Regions from separate parts of the Mus musculus genome. Here regions 1 and 2 are each linked to region 3. Evidence: chromatin contacts called from public Hi-C data. All regions are on one chromosome and are shown on one strand. Each heading gives the region's core, a stretch centred on a gene start, on an enhancer-like site or on the middle of the called end of the contact. The rest is flanking DNA. Distances are from core to core; before and after follow the strand shown. Region 1 holds the start of Pknox2 (Pbx/knotted 1 homeobox 2). Region 2 overlaps Ccdc15 (coiled-coil domain containing 15). Region 3 overlaps Slc37a2 (solute carrier family 37 (glycerol-3-phosphate transporter), member 2).

Region 1 (4,458 bases), core at 1,525-4,024, 83 kb after region 3:
CACTCTGTAGACCAGGCTGGCCTCAAACTTAGAGATCTGCTTGCCTCTGCCTCCCAAGTCCTGGGATTAAAGTTGTACCCCACCACCCCCAGGCAGGTCCTAAATTTTAATGCATAGGATGGCACAGGCAGGATTCAGCTGGGCCATTGTCTGAACACATCTGGAGTGTCAAAGAACTTCCTGGTGTGGACTGTTCATCGGAAGGACAGACAAATAAGAACAGGTGGAACAAAAATAATACCCAGGAGAATCTTAAGAACTCCAGTGTGCAGGTGTGTGTGTGTGTGTGTGTGTGTGTGTGTGTGTGTGTTTAGGGACTGCTAGGATCTGCAGGAACCTGCTTGGTTATACTAATGCACTGTTAAATCATAGGGCAAGTGTGTGTGAGATGAGAAAGACATTCTTACTTATAGCCTGGAACCAATTCTACAAACTTAAAGTCTAATCTATCTCTTCATGGACAGACCCAGGATTTAGATGTGGCACCCATGAATTTAACATATTGACAAATGGTTATTAATTATTCACTAGCTGGGTCATCAGCTGGGGTCCTGGATGGCTTTTTTTTTAACTGCTTTACAAATTAAGTTTGTCTCCCTTTACACGAATTAAGGAGGGAATTGAAGAGGGAGCGGTAATGTGGGTCTCTGACTCCCTGTTTATTCTCACCACTACTTTCTAGTGGTAGACATAAGCCAAATATTCCTTTCCAACCATTATTTAAAAAAAGGATGGTTACATGTTAGATCATCTCTTCTTTTTAAAGCCTTTGCAAGCTACAAAGCAAGCTGTAGTGACTAAAAGTTAGTGTGCATTTTAAAGTTAGTAAAGGATATTACTGGCTAATGTGCTATTTGAAAAGACTCCACAAGTCAATCGTTGATGTCCATGGGTCTGATGTCTTAAAGAACAAGTTGACATCGGAATTGTACTTTAGAAAATGAGGACTGTGGTAAGTATGAGTGGGTAGTATATGGCTTTTGTCTGTATGCTCACTGGCACTTCTCTGATGAACTAAGTATTTACTATCAGCCCATTCTCCATCTGAATCTACTGGCCAGCAACCTCCAAAGGAGAGCAACCCCTTCTCCAGAGGTCCCTGGCAGAGTCAAAGGGATCGCTCCTCTCCCAGTCTATGCAATGCATTTCCCTCTGCGACTTTATGGCAGGCTGACCTCCAGCCTCTGGGTCAGTGAGTCTGGTGTTTCTGTACTACATAAAAAGGGCAAGTGGATTCATTATTATTATATTATTATACAATGTGAAATATATACTAGCAATTATGCTGTCAGGAGCCACAGTCTTTGACCACAGATCAGAGGTTGGGGTGACATAACTCTACCTAGTGAAAGTCTTTAGGGAGTCCATGGGAAGATGTTTCAACCCCATCTGTAGCAGTGGATCTATAGGTGAAAGCCCCCTCCCCGTCCCACAGGAACATTGCAGGTGAATGTGGAGTTGCTGGCAGGACCTGGATAAAGAGCACATCTGGAATGTGATGCAGACGTCTCTGAGCCTTTGGATCTAATGATACTTCTCATTTTTGCCGGAATCCGAGGCAGGGGAGGAATGACCCAGAGGCTTGGAATGGAGCAAAGGGTAACCTCCCTCTGCTGGGGTTAGATCCTTTTCTGGGAACCTGACTGTCTGGATTCCCTCTTAGCTTTTCCTTAACTTTCAGTGACTTTGTTTAGGCTTCAGCCAGGCTCCTTTCCTGGTGTGAGAGTCACAGGATTCATTGTCACCTGCCTGTGGCCTGAAACCGCTTCTCAAGGGGGGCAGAAGGGATTCTCTGGTCCTCTGTGTAGGAGCTGAGCCAGTCTGCATCCTGAGTGGCTGAGCCTATACTTGGCACTCAGTAGGAAAGTCATCTTTGTTGACTAAATGGAGACATGCATGGTTGCACTGGCTTGATTTGGCTTTTCATTGTAGAAGTGACTTGGGTGAGGAGCCTGTTTGGTGTATGGAACAGATTGGACCACCCCAGCAAGCCCAAGCTGAAACAGTACTCCCCTCACCTTACGGTGCCCAGCCTCCGGGACACACTGGCTGGCTAAGCAGTTTTAAGAATGAAACAGCAGTGGCTTCCAAGCACTTGCCTGACATTTGCCAAGGGATAGCTTCTGATAAGGCTCTTTCCCTTGTTATCTTGCCCCTGAACCACCCCATCAACCCTCGGATGAACCAAGCGTCAGAGGAAGCCTACAGCAGGGGGAAAAAAAAAAGCTCTTGAGACCAGGGATAACTAACCACCTGAGCACCTTTGCTGGGGCCAAGGTAATGAGAATTATTCAAATGCAATCATAAAAATGAGGCCAGCCGGGCAGGAATGGGGTGGGGGTGTGATGGAGAGAACGTTTCTTGCCAGTTTGAAGATTCCTATTTTCTTGGGGTTCTCTTGAGGTACACAGAAAATTTCACCTCCTCTCAATCTCTTCAGCACCTGGTGTCTTGGAACTCGTCACCAGTTGATCGCTAAGGAGGACACCGGGTAGGGGTGCGCCTGCATTTCTGGGGTTCACTGCATCACCTCTGTCAGGCAACCCCCAGGTCTGGGCGCCTGCTGCCTCTCTCCAGCAGCAAGCAGGCCAGAGCCTGATGTCTGAGCCGAGCCTCCAGTAGAGGGAGACACTCTAGCAGCTCCTCGCCTGGGAAGCGGCCGGGTCCAGGAGTGGGTGGGGGCTATGGGGGGGGGGGAGAAAGGGGGAGTGGGGAGAGGGGAGGTGTGCGCGCGCGGGGAGGGGGGGGGAGGGAGTCCGGGGGGCGGGTCCCTGTGCCGCTGACGTCCCGAGCAGTGCTGGGAAGTATAGGCTGTGTTGTCACGCCGGTGTCAGTCTGATGAAGATTGGCATCAGGTAAGCTGTCATTCATTTCCATGTCAGAGACGCTTTTGCAGGCGGCGGCGGCGGCGGCGGCTGCTGCTGCGGGCGGCTGCCTCAGAGCGCGTGTGTTTTATTCCAGTCCCCAAGCCAGAGTATTATTCATTGCGACAGGGCAAGGAGGAGAGAGGGAGAGAGGGAGGCAGCAGGGAGGAGAGAGAGGGAGGCAGCAGGGAGGAGGGAGGCAGGGAGCAGAGAGGGACGGCGGGAGCGTGCAGAGAGAAGCTGGGGAAGCGCCGGGAGAGCGCGGAGCGAAGCCGCGCGAGGGGAGGCGAGGCTGGGCGAGGAGGCGGCGAGAAGCGCGCGGCCCACCCGCTCCCGGACCCGGCCGGTGCGCAGCTCCGTGCCCGCCTCGCTGCCGCCGCCTCGCCCCGCTCCCCTCTGGCCCAGGGCCGGGCGTGCATTGTTTGCGGTCGCAAGCAGCTGGGCAGCGGACTCAGAGCGCAGCGGCCCTAGAGCCTGTAGCGGGCGGGCTGGAAGCCGTGCACCCGGAGCTTCCCGGGACTCGAGCCCAGGGACGAGCGCGTCGGCCGGAGTCCCTGCGCAGGCGGCTCCTGGCTAGGCGCTCGGTGGGGGCGAGGCTGGGAACTGCGGGCGGGCTTCGGTTCTCCTTTCCCGGGCTCCAGGAGCCCTGTGGCTGGAGCTTCCTAGGTGTCACCAGCCCCGAGCTGCCTTCGAGTGGTTGGAAGCGGGAGCAGCCCTAGCCTGCGGCCGGGTGGCTGGAGTCAAGCAGTGGCGGCCGCGTCCTGCCCGGCCCGGGGAGGCAGGGAGAGTAGAGGTTTACCGGAGGATCAGTGGGGACAGGGGAACATGTGTGTGTGTGTGTGTATGTATGTGTGTGTGTATGGGGGGGGGGGAGGTGTTAGTCAGAGAAACCAGAACCCGAGGGGCGACGCTCAGGGACTCTAACTAGGAGTAGGAGGAGAATTTGTAGGGTCACTGGCTCTCTACGTATTGTTGGGTCTTTTGGGCGGGGAGGGGAGGATTAGGGGTCCTTGGCGAAGAGCTAGAAGATAAATTCGTAAAAGGGGGGGAGGTGGGCACGGAAAGCGTCCCGAGAAGAAAGCCGATGGGGATGGGGCAGGGTCCTGAATGTGCCGCGCGAAGTTTCTGTTTCTTTCGGGTTAGGCTGGCTTCCAAAGCCAAGGAAGAAACGAGCGCAGTGGGCCGCGCTGTCTGGAGAGTCCTTCACAGGGCAGCCAGGGTTCCCGCGCGGTCGGAAGACGCGGGTTGGGAGTGGGAGGGGGATGCGGATCAGCCCCTTAAAGGAGGGCTGGGTTTTGGAGCAGGCTAGAGTTTGGGTTGCAGGAATCAAGCTGTTTTCAGAATAGGGACAGATGGGCCGCTGTGTAGTTTACATGCCGGCAAAGACAGAGGGCTGGAGTTAGGCGCCGGGGCCCCGATTACCTCCGAGGCTTGACTCCGGAGCCGGTGACGTTGTTTTAGAACTGACACTCGGGATCAGGATATTGAAATGTAGGAAGAATTGCGCGTCCAGGTTCTTACAGCGTGTGGGAGGAAAAGCTTTTATGTAGGCAAGAAAAGTAGTTGATTCCAGCCGTGGTGAGCGAGCCCCGAA
Region 2 (4,652 bases), core at 1,201-3,700, 99 kb before region 3:
TAAAGACCATAGGACTTTTGAAGTTGGATTTAATGCATGCCTGAATTTTGATATGGCTACAAGCCTATAGTGGCCAGGGAGTGGAATGTGATGGTTTAAAAGGAAATAGCCCCCTTAGGGAATGGCACTCTTAGGACGTGTGGCCTTGCTGGAGGAAGTGGTCACTGTGAGAAGGCTTTGACGTCTCAGATGCTCAAGCCATACCTAGTATGGCAGTCATTTCTTAATGTCTGCTAATCTAGATGTAGAACTCTCAGCTACCTCTCCAACACCATGTCTGCCTGCCTGCTTCCTACCGTAATAATAATGGACTAAATTTTTGAACTGAACGCCAGCCCCAATGAAATGTTTTCCTTTATAATAGTTGATGTGGTCATGGTGTCTCTTCACAGCAGTAAAACCCTAAGACTGGGTCCTTGACATGGCTGTGTCCATTCAGCAATATTCATTCAGAATTTCCTCATTCCCCACAATGCTTGGTCATTATTGAATTGTCATCTATGTATAAGTAGAGAGAGTATTAAGAGAGACATGCTATCATCTTCAAATCTTGTTTTTTAAATTTCTTTTACCCCAAACTTTTTTCATTGTTTTGGGGGCATTGTGTGATTTGTAGTAATCATTTTTATAATTATTTTAATTGTCTTTTTAAAGTTTATAAATAGGAGCCAGACATGGTGATATATACTTATAATTTTAACCTTCAGGAATCAGGTTAGAAATATATAAAGTTTGAGGCCATACTGGGCCATGTAGACTCTAATAAAAAAGAAAGAAAAGAAAAAAATGAAGAATTTATTAAACTAGGCACTGGATACATTATAAGCAATATAAGAGTGAAGGATAGGTTCCGTCTTTGCCATCATGATTTTCACTATAAATTTCATTGTAATAGGACTTCTTCTGGCTTTAACACATCAGGCAGCATATAAGGGAAGACATTATATGTGTTAAGCATTGTAGGGGATATTAATAACATGTGAAATAGGACCCTCTATGGGTTTATTTTTCCAGAGAGATATACTATAGTCTGTTATACTCCAAAGGTTGTGCCATGGGAACTCTAAAATTTTAAATTATAAGGGAAGAGTACAGGGAGAATTCCTGCAAGAGACAGAATTGAACTGTTTATTTTCAATTGGTATGCTGAACTGAATTGATAAATTTGACGTTTTGAGATAAGAACAGTAAAAAGTGTAGAATCTGTAATATGCTTGGTTTTGTCTACAATAAGTGATGAAGCCTCCAGTTAGTATTTTATGAAGGAAAAGAACAGAAATGAGGTGAGGTAGGAAATCAGGTTATAAAGAATCTTAGTTTATGAAGTGAAAGTTTATGAAATGAAAGTTTAAAAATTTGTATACCTTCTCCCCTGCTTTTATTTCCTGGAAAGAGCTGACTTACAAAGGATGTTGGGTGACTTATTATTAATTTGGTCCTATGAACTTTTGCCCACACAGCCAGTAGTTGTTTTTATTCTTACTATTGCTATTGCACTTTTAATCCACTAGATGTCGTTGTGAAACCAGCCAATGAAACTGTTAATGCATTAACTCCTTTGCTTTATCTAGGACTGATTAAATAATGGCAAACACAATTAGTTTCTGAATGTTAGTGAACGTTTCCGTTTTTGTTTCTTTAAGCTGTAGAAAAATAGAATACTGGGGTTGGGGTTTTAAAGTTTTTGTTTCCTAACTTTTTATTTTATTATTTAATATGATTGGGTATTTTGCCTGTATGTACATGTCTATGCATTATGTGTGTACAGTGCGTGCAGAGGCCAGAAGAAGGCATTGGAACCCCTGGAATGGGGTTACAGAGGGTTGTGAGCTATTGTGGGTGCTCAGACTTGAACTAGTGCCCTCTGGAAGAGCAGTCAGTGCTCCTAACTGCTGAGTTGTCTCTCCAGCCTCTGGCATTGATTAGATTTAGTTTAGTTTTGTTTTGTTTAGTTTAGTTCAGTTCAGTTTGCTTTTTTTAAGACAGGGCTTCTCTTTGTAACAGCCCTGGCTGTCAAAGACATCTGCCTGCCTCTGCCTAGGGAATGCCACCAGGCCTGGCCAGCATTGGGTTTTAAAGCTTATCTGATGCTTAAATATTAAAGGACAAAATGTTTTGGCATCTGGACTATACGTGATAATATAAGCATCAGCTGTTGTCTTAATTATCTTGCTGTTGCCTTGATAAAATACCTTGACAAAAGCAACTTAGAGAAAAGGCTTATTTATTTTGGCTTAGAGGTCAGGGCAGTAGTCCATGAGGCAGCAGGCAAGGAAGGCATGGTGGCAGGAGGGGGAGGCTGGCTGTTTTCATTATGCCTGCACTCAGAAAGCAAAGTCTCTAGGAAATGCAGCTATGCTAAAACCTCAAGGTCACCTCGGTGACCTCCTTCCTCCAACAAAGCTCCTTCTTCTAAAGGCTTCATAAGCTTCTTCCTCAAGCTAGGGATCAAACATCCAAACATGAGCGTGTGTGAGACATTGGCATTCAAACCACAGGGTGCCGAGGGTTATTGGAAAAGCAGGGTTGTCTAGGAGTTAATGCTAAATCTGGGTAATATGCTTACATTTTATTAACTTAATTACACTTCCCTTAAATGGAAGGAAGGGAGGAAGGGAGGGAGGAAGGAAGTTAGTTCATAGGTTAAGGCTGCTCATCCAGAGGACTCAGGTTCAATTCCCAGCATTCACATGGCAGCTCACACCTGTCTGTAATTCCAGTTCCAGAAAATCTGATGCCCTCTTCTGACCTCTGCAGGCACTGAACACACATGGCTAACAGCCATACGTGCAGGTACAATGCCCATGCACATAAAACTAAAATGAATAAATCTTTAAAAAAAATAACAACAAAAAACAAAAATCAAAACAAAAAAACAAAAGCAAAACCACACTCAAGTGTATGAAATAAATAATTGTAATATTTTTTAAAAAGATGAAATAAAAAACATTTTTAGGGGCCAGTGGCTCAGTGTAGGAAGGCACTCACTGCCAAGCCGAGTGAGCTGAGTTCAAGCTCAAGGACCCACATAGTGAAAGGAGAAAATCAATTTCTGCAGATGGGCTTCTGGCCTTCATATTTCGACTGTGATTTGGTAGGGACACTTGTTTCAACAGGTAAAGGTGCTTGGCACCGGCCCAGTGACCTGCGTTTGTTTTCTGGGACCCATATGTTGGAAGGAGAGAACCAACTCCCACAAGTTGTCCTCAGTCCTTCAAGCATTGGCTCACATGCACACACTAAAAAAACCAACAATAATAACTTAACTGTAGTAAACTCTTAAAAAATGTGTTTTGACTAGTTTTTCTTTTTGTCTTACTATCCAACCTCCTTCTAATGCTTGATATCCCCTACCTATTGAATGGCCACATGTAATTAGGAACGGAAACTAGTAACCACAGCTCCTTTTGTTAGTACAGATATTTATCCTTACAGATTTGGATGCTGTGGTTTCATTCTTGGTTGTTTAACTGAATTTTCATTCTTACCATATAACACATTCATCTTTAGACCGTGCAGTTTAGCGTTGTTTCTTTTCAGACTATCATGGTTTGTTTTAGTTTCCTGTTTCTCATTGAAGATTTTGCTATCTTGGTTTTTAAAAATAACTTTTTAGGTAGTATATAATTAATATACTACATTAATTTCATTATGAGATTTTTATGTATATTGTTATGTTTTGCTCTTTATTGCTCTCTTCTACTGTATCCTTCTTCCTTTTGCTAGCCTGCCTCTCTTTTTCTCTCTCCCTACTTTTGCTCTCTCTAAAACCTAGATTCTTTAGAAGTGAAAATGTGGTATTTTGTTTCTTTTCTTATTATCCCCTTGTTCTTCTCTCCTTCTTAGACCTCCTCTTCTTTCTTAATCCCCTTTCCTTTCATATTGTGTGTATGTATGTGGTGCTCACATGCACATGTGTGTGCACAGATTTTGTGTGTAAATAGATTTTGTATATAAGAGAAAATGTGATAATGCATTTGTTTGAGTCTTGTTTCATTTGGCATGGTGATCTCTAGTTCCACCCATGTGCAAATGGCATTTCATTCCTTTTTATGGATTCCTTTTTATACAATTCCAATGTGTATATCTATCATGTATTTTCTTCATTCATTGATAAATCTTAGGCAGGCCTGCTATCCTGGCTACTGTAAATAGTGAGTAGTAATAAAACGGCTGTGTCACTCTCTGTGACATACTGACTTGGTTTCCTTTGGGTGTATTCATGGAAATGCTATCGCTAGATCACTGTTAGTTCTATTTTTAGTTTTTGAGATACTTCCAGCTGATATTTCCATAGTGGCTGCAGTTTATGTTCTACCAAAAATATAATGGCCCTTCCCTCTTACATCTTTGCCAGCATTCTGAGTGGGTTTAGATGGAATCTCAGAGCAGTTTTTCTTTTTTTAATGTGCATTTTCATGATACCTAAGACTTTTGAGCATTTGAAAAGATACTTCCTGCCATTTGTATTTTTTGTTTTGAGAACTGTCTGAAGTTCATTTGTCCTTTTATTTATTTACACAAGATCCCCTCTTGTAGGGTGTAACTTTTTCAGTTCTTTATAGATTCCAGGTAACAATCCTCTGCCAGGTGAGTAGCCAGCTGATGGCTTCTTGTGCTATATAGAAGGTTTTTTAGTATCATGCAGTCCC
Region 3 (4,408 bases), core at 1,146-3,645:
TTAAGAAGCGTCACACAGGCAGGGAAGCAGGAAGCAGGGGTGCATGTGCAGGCATTCACAGGGTCTGCCCCGCCCCGCCCTGCCCTGCTCTGGAGGACGGGAGCAGGGGACTGGACAGCATGAGTTTTCTCTGTTCACCTACATTCTCTGGGCTAGGCTTGAAGGGAGCCAGGAAGAGAAAGAAAAGCAGAAAGGGAGAAAAGTATGTAGTGATCTGGAGTGGAGGCCAGGCTCACCTCCCTGTGGCTCACCTCTTAGCCTCCTTGAGAGGCAGGTATTCTCATTTGAAGTGAGGAGCCAGTCCTGGCAGAACCTAAAGCGGAACCCAGGTTTGTGGAGGTAGCTTGTCTTTCTGGGCACTGCAGCTCTCCCAGGCTGGTTCTTCCTGGCAGGCCCATTAAGAAATGGCTGGGACAAGGAGAGCTCTAGGCTGAGAACCTGAAGTCCCTGAGGTTCTTGGTTTCTCTGTACACTCACCTCTATCTAAGACCTTGGCAGACTCCTCAGGCTCTGCATCATTGAACATAATGGGGGTGTTTTCCTCAAATGCCTGTCAGGGTTGGTCTGAGGCACAGAGAGAATGAGATAGGGAGTGATGCTTTTTGTGAAGTGGCCAAATGTGGCAGAAACACTTTGTTTCCCATATTATTCTGGCTTGTTAGTGCCTGCCCAACAAGTAAAGGGGAACCCTAATTACGAACAGTAGACATGAAAGGCAGAAGCTTATTAAGTTGTGGCTTACTTTCTCTTCCATCCCACCCTCTGTTCATGCAGGTACAAACAAATTTGAGGCCTCAATTGGAAGAGCAACATGGGCCACCCCTGCTGGGTACCCAACTTATGAGCAAGAGAATGGAAGCTTCCATCACAGGGAGAGGCAAAGCCTCCTGATCTAACTGGTCTAGCCCCAAGCTACATTGCCACTAAGGAAGGGTACAGAAAACTCTATGGGAAGGGGCTGCTGAGCACCAAGCATGGGAACATGGCAGACTTCAAGGCCTGAGCTCTGGGAACTGCAATCAGAAGGAATGGGCTGAAAGCAGAAAGGAAGGACAGGTTCAGACTCTTGCTTGTTTGGATTCCAAGGCCTGGAAAAGGTGCATCTCTCCTTCCCATGTTAAATTATAAACCTCTGTAATTATCCTGTACCTATGAGGGATTTCACCTTGTTTCAAAGGTGCTGGGCCTCTCTCTCTCTCTGTTTCTGTCTCTGTGTCTGTCTCTGTCTATGAACTATTCTTTCTGTATTTCTCCAAGTAGGACCCTGTTGATCTATCCTCCACTCGATCCTGTTGATAACTCAGCCACTTTGAAGCATTAGTGCTGCCTTTGCAGAGTCAAGGCTTGGATGGGGTACGGGAGCTGTCATAAGTACTAAATGTAGGGGAACTTGCTCTCGGGCTCTTGACCGTGTCCACCCTCAGAGCCCAGTACCTTCCTTGCCTCACTCTTAAGATGCCTCAGTGGATGAAGACATCAGGGTCAGTTTGGTGAAGACTAAGGTGTTGTATACAACTGCAAATGCCAGTGTGAATTAAGCACTGGGTGCTCAAGTCATGACAGCTGTCCTTTAAGAACAAACAGGAAGTGGCTATGGGAAGAACTTAACCCTGAACATAGGTGCCAAGTTTAGCAAGAAATGAAGATACCACTGGAAACATCTGCGTAACTGCTACTGAGCAGTTGCTAGGAGACACCTTGCAGCCACCCTCTGCCTGGTGTTCTGATGCCCCTTCCTTCCGCTCTTGAGTCCTGGTTCACGACATGCCAGGCTGACTCCTGGCATTTCCGCCTGACCTCTAAGCTGCCCATCAGCACCAATACAGATTTCCTTTGCCAACTGTGCCACTGCTTATCCTTGGTAGGGCCTGGCATAGCAGCAGCCATGGGGCTCGTGAGGGGCAGTAAAGCATTGTCACATGAACAACAAAGATTGGTGTTCTGGGGCTGCGACAGCTGTCTTTCCCAGAGGGCATTGCTCATGACATTGATAACACTGTGCAATCCAGCAGGAGCCTAGACCCCCATACAAGATACATCCATTGCATTTACTAGGATGTTGTGTCAGTCAGTGTGTTAGCTAGATACACTGGCCTCAGCAATAAAATATAAAGCTCACTTGCCTGGTTCTCACTTTAGTCCTGCAGGAAGCAGTCAGTCAGGCACATCTTATCCTCAGGACCTGGTACAGGGCAGGGGCTGGCACATGGTAGTCTGCTCAGTGTTCACAAATCCCTCAAGACCAGAAAGACTGACCTTATGTGGAAAGGACAGACTTTAAGGCAAAGCTGTGTTACTTCTGTAGGCCACTAGATGGTGATAGCATCCCGTAGTAGAGTCCAGGGCAGGCAGGGTTGCTATTCCTTCCTCTGCAGAGAAGGAAGACTCTGCTTTCCTGACACAGCCTCTTGAGAGATCAGTGTGGGAGGAGTGGTTCTAGGAGGTCTTCTCTATCTCAGCCTCATTACTTACCACATTCTTCCTGTCTCCTCATCTACACAGGGGAATAACATTGCTCAAGGCATGGGACTGGTGTGAAGGGAGATAAGTGTTAGTCACACTTGCTGCTCTTGTCTCCTTTGCAGAGAAGACAGACTATGAAAATAGAAACAACACAAGCTACAAAGCAATGACCTCAGTTGAGGGCTACATCATTCATTAGTTCAGACCTGATGCGACAGGACTGGTGGGCAGGGCCAGTAGGGGCGATCCTGGTGGCTTCACGTGTGACAGTATTTGAAGGAAGAATCCAAGGGCCTTGGATGATCAATATGAAAAGGCAGTGAGAAGCAGAAGACAGAAGAAGCTAATATAAATCTTGTCATGCTGTCCTATGCTGGGATAAGGACCAGAGCATGGACACACGCACACATGCACTCCAGGCAGGCAAGAGAGTCATTAGAAAGCTTCAAAAGATTTGTGAGAGCCCAGAGCCAGGCTTCAAAAATGAAGGCTTAGGCTGGAGGTGTAAGAAGAGGGTTGGAGAAAACCCCAAAGGCTGAGGATCACCACCCCCATGGACCGTTCTGCACTCGCTTGCCAGGCCAGGTTCTCTGCACCCTCCTCATCCCCCCAACACGCCAGCTCTGCGCACAGTTTGTTCACTAGAGGCCTGGTACCTGTCTTCTCTCAGGCCTCTGCACTCACACGGGGCTAATGCAGGAACATTACCTTAATTAGTTATTCATTTAATTTAACTTCACATTTGGTCTCAATTAAGCTTAAAATGTTCTTCCTTATAGATGCTACAATAGCACGTGTAATTAAAAGGCAATAACTCTTTGTGTTTCTCCTTTAGAGACCCACTGGGAGGCTGGGCTAGTGTGTATGAGGAGTGGCAGGTGGGAAGTAGCTGGAAGGGAAAGAGCCTCTTGTAGAGCTGAGAATTTTAAGGCTTCACTGAAGGAGTGAGGAAGGACCTAAACATGGGACCAGACAGAGGGTGGGGAGGGCCGCTGCAGGGAGCCATGAGACCTAGACAAAGCAACCGACCTTGTCCACGAGGCTATGGGAATAAGGGAGGTTTGGGGGTGGAAGGAGGCCATCCTTACAGCTAAGAAATGGAACCCTATATCCTGTAGAAGGTGTAATGCCTCCCCCCCCCCAGACTGTCTACACCCTAATTCTTAGATCCCATAAATATATTGTGCTACATGATAAACGAGACTTCTTGAGATGGGTTGTCAACTGAGCCCAGGATAACTACAAGGCTCTCATGAATGACAGTGAGGCAGGGGTGGAAAACAGTGGAAGATGTTACATTGCTGATTTCTGAATGCAGAAAGGGCTCATCAACCCTGGAATGTGAGGGACTTCTAGAAGCTAAAGAATGCAAATAGGTCCTCCCCTAGAATCTCTCCTACAGTATTGTCCTTAGCCCTGTGAGACAGTAAGATAATACATGTGCATTGTTCTAAGCCATGTGAAGTTTGTAATGTTTTACAGCAGCAATAGCAAACTCATACGCATCATTAGTGCAAAACAGGCATGACCGACTTACAGTCAGAAGCATAGAAAAACTGGAGCTCCCAGTGCTGGGAAGCTGGCTCAGTGGGTAAAATGCTTGCCGGGTAAGCATGAGGACCCGAGTTTGACTCCCAGAACACGCTCGAAGAAGAAAAGTATGGGGGCAAGTTAATTGTCCAGCACTCGAGAGGCAGAAACAGGAAGATAGTAAGCTCCAGACAGTGAGAATTTACCTAAGACAAACAAAAATCAAGATGGATGGCATCTGACAATGACACCTGAGGTTAACTTATGGCCTCCACATGCATACATATCCACCAGGCATGTGCACGTGCATGAGCCAAAAACCTCAAAGATTAACAGGTATACAGGGGTGGCCACATAGCACCGAGTACAGCAGCATCCTTACCATCCTTTTAGAAATAACTCTAAAGGGGATGTG

The links. A called contact is a pair of places that touch in the nucleus more often than the background predicts.
Region 1: a Hi-C map of cerebral cortex shows a contact between it and region 3, with 6 times the contacts expected there. The contact joins the promoter of Pknox2 here to the enhancer-like site in region 3. A contact is called at or near these places in 18 of 39 promoter capture datasets (the 3T3-L1 cell line, 3T3-L1-derived adipocytes, cranial neural crest and 9 more), 2 of 15 datasets of contacts at CTCF or cohesin (the NIH/3T3 cell line and stem cell-derived epiblast-like cells), 32 of 484 Hi-C or Micro-C datasets (the C2C12 cell line, DN3 thymocytes, the HL-1 cell line and 17 more), 9 of 115 datasets of contacts at active chromatin or transcription factors (craniofacial prominence, double positive thymocytes, embryonic hindbrain and 4 more) and 3 of 9 other capture datasets (adipose tissue, liver and pancreatic islet).
Region 2: a contact with region 3 is called in a Hi-C map of the P5424 cell line, with 2.1 times the contacts expected there. The contact joins two enhancer-like sites. A contact is called at or near these places in 3 of 15 datasets of contacts at CTCF or cohesin (the NIH/3T3 cell line, large pre-B cells and pro-B cells), 25 of 484 Hi-C or Micro-C datasets (the 3T3-L1 cell line, the C10 cell line, the C2C12 cell line and 18 more) and 5 of 115 datasets of contacts at active chromatin or transcription factors (CD8 T cells, double positive thymocytes, embryonic stem cells and 2 more).

What each region holds. Positions count from the first base shown.
Region 1 is chr9:37,145,638-37,150,095 of GRCm38.p6, reverse strand. It overlaps Pknox2 (Pbx/knotted 1 homeobox 2), which reads left to right and starts at 2,774. Exons shown (of 13, transcript NM_001029838.2): 1 at 2,774-2,855.
Region 2 is chr9:37,326,524-37,331,175 of GRCm38.p6, reverse strand. The region is part of intron 4 of Ccdc15 (coiled-coil domain containing 15); the gene reads left to right. Among named protein-coding and RNA genes, the nearest start is that of Gm34885, 17 kb to the right of the region's middle. Within about 2 kb of position 2,450, at least 4 of the 459 cell types and tissues checked have an H3K27ac peak or open chromatin away from gene starts, as enhancers often do. A contact at or near this core is called in the P5424 cell line, where this site is marked.
Region 3 is chr9:37,228,023-37,232,430 of GRCm38.p6, reverse strand. It overlaps Slc37a2 (solute carrier family 37 (glycerol-3-phosphate transporter), member 2), which reads left to right. Exons shown (of 19, transcript NM_001145960.1): 19 at 775-3,282. Among named protein-coding and RNA genes, the nearest start is that of Tmem218, 22 kb to the right of the region's middle. Within about 2 kb of position 2,395, at least 137 of the 459 cell types and tissues checked have an H3K27ac peak or open chromatin away from gene starts, as enhancers often do. A contact at or near this core is called in DN3 thymocytes, the P5424 cell line, Sertoli cells and 8 more, where this site is marked.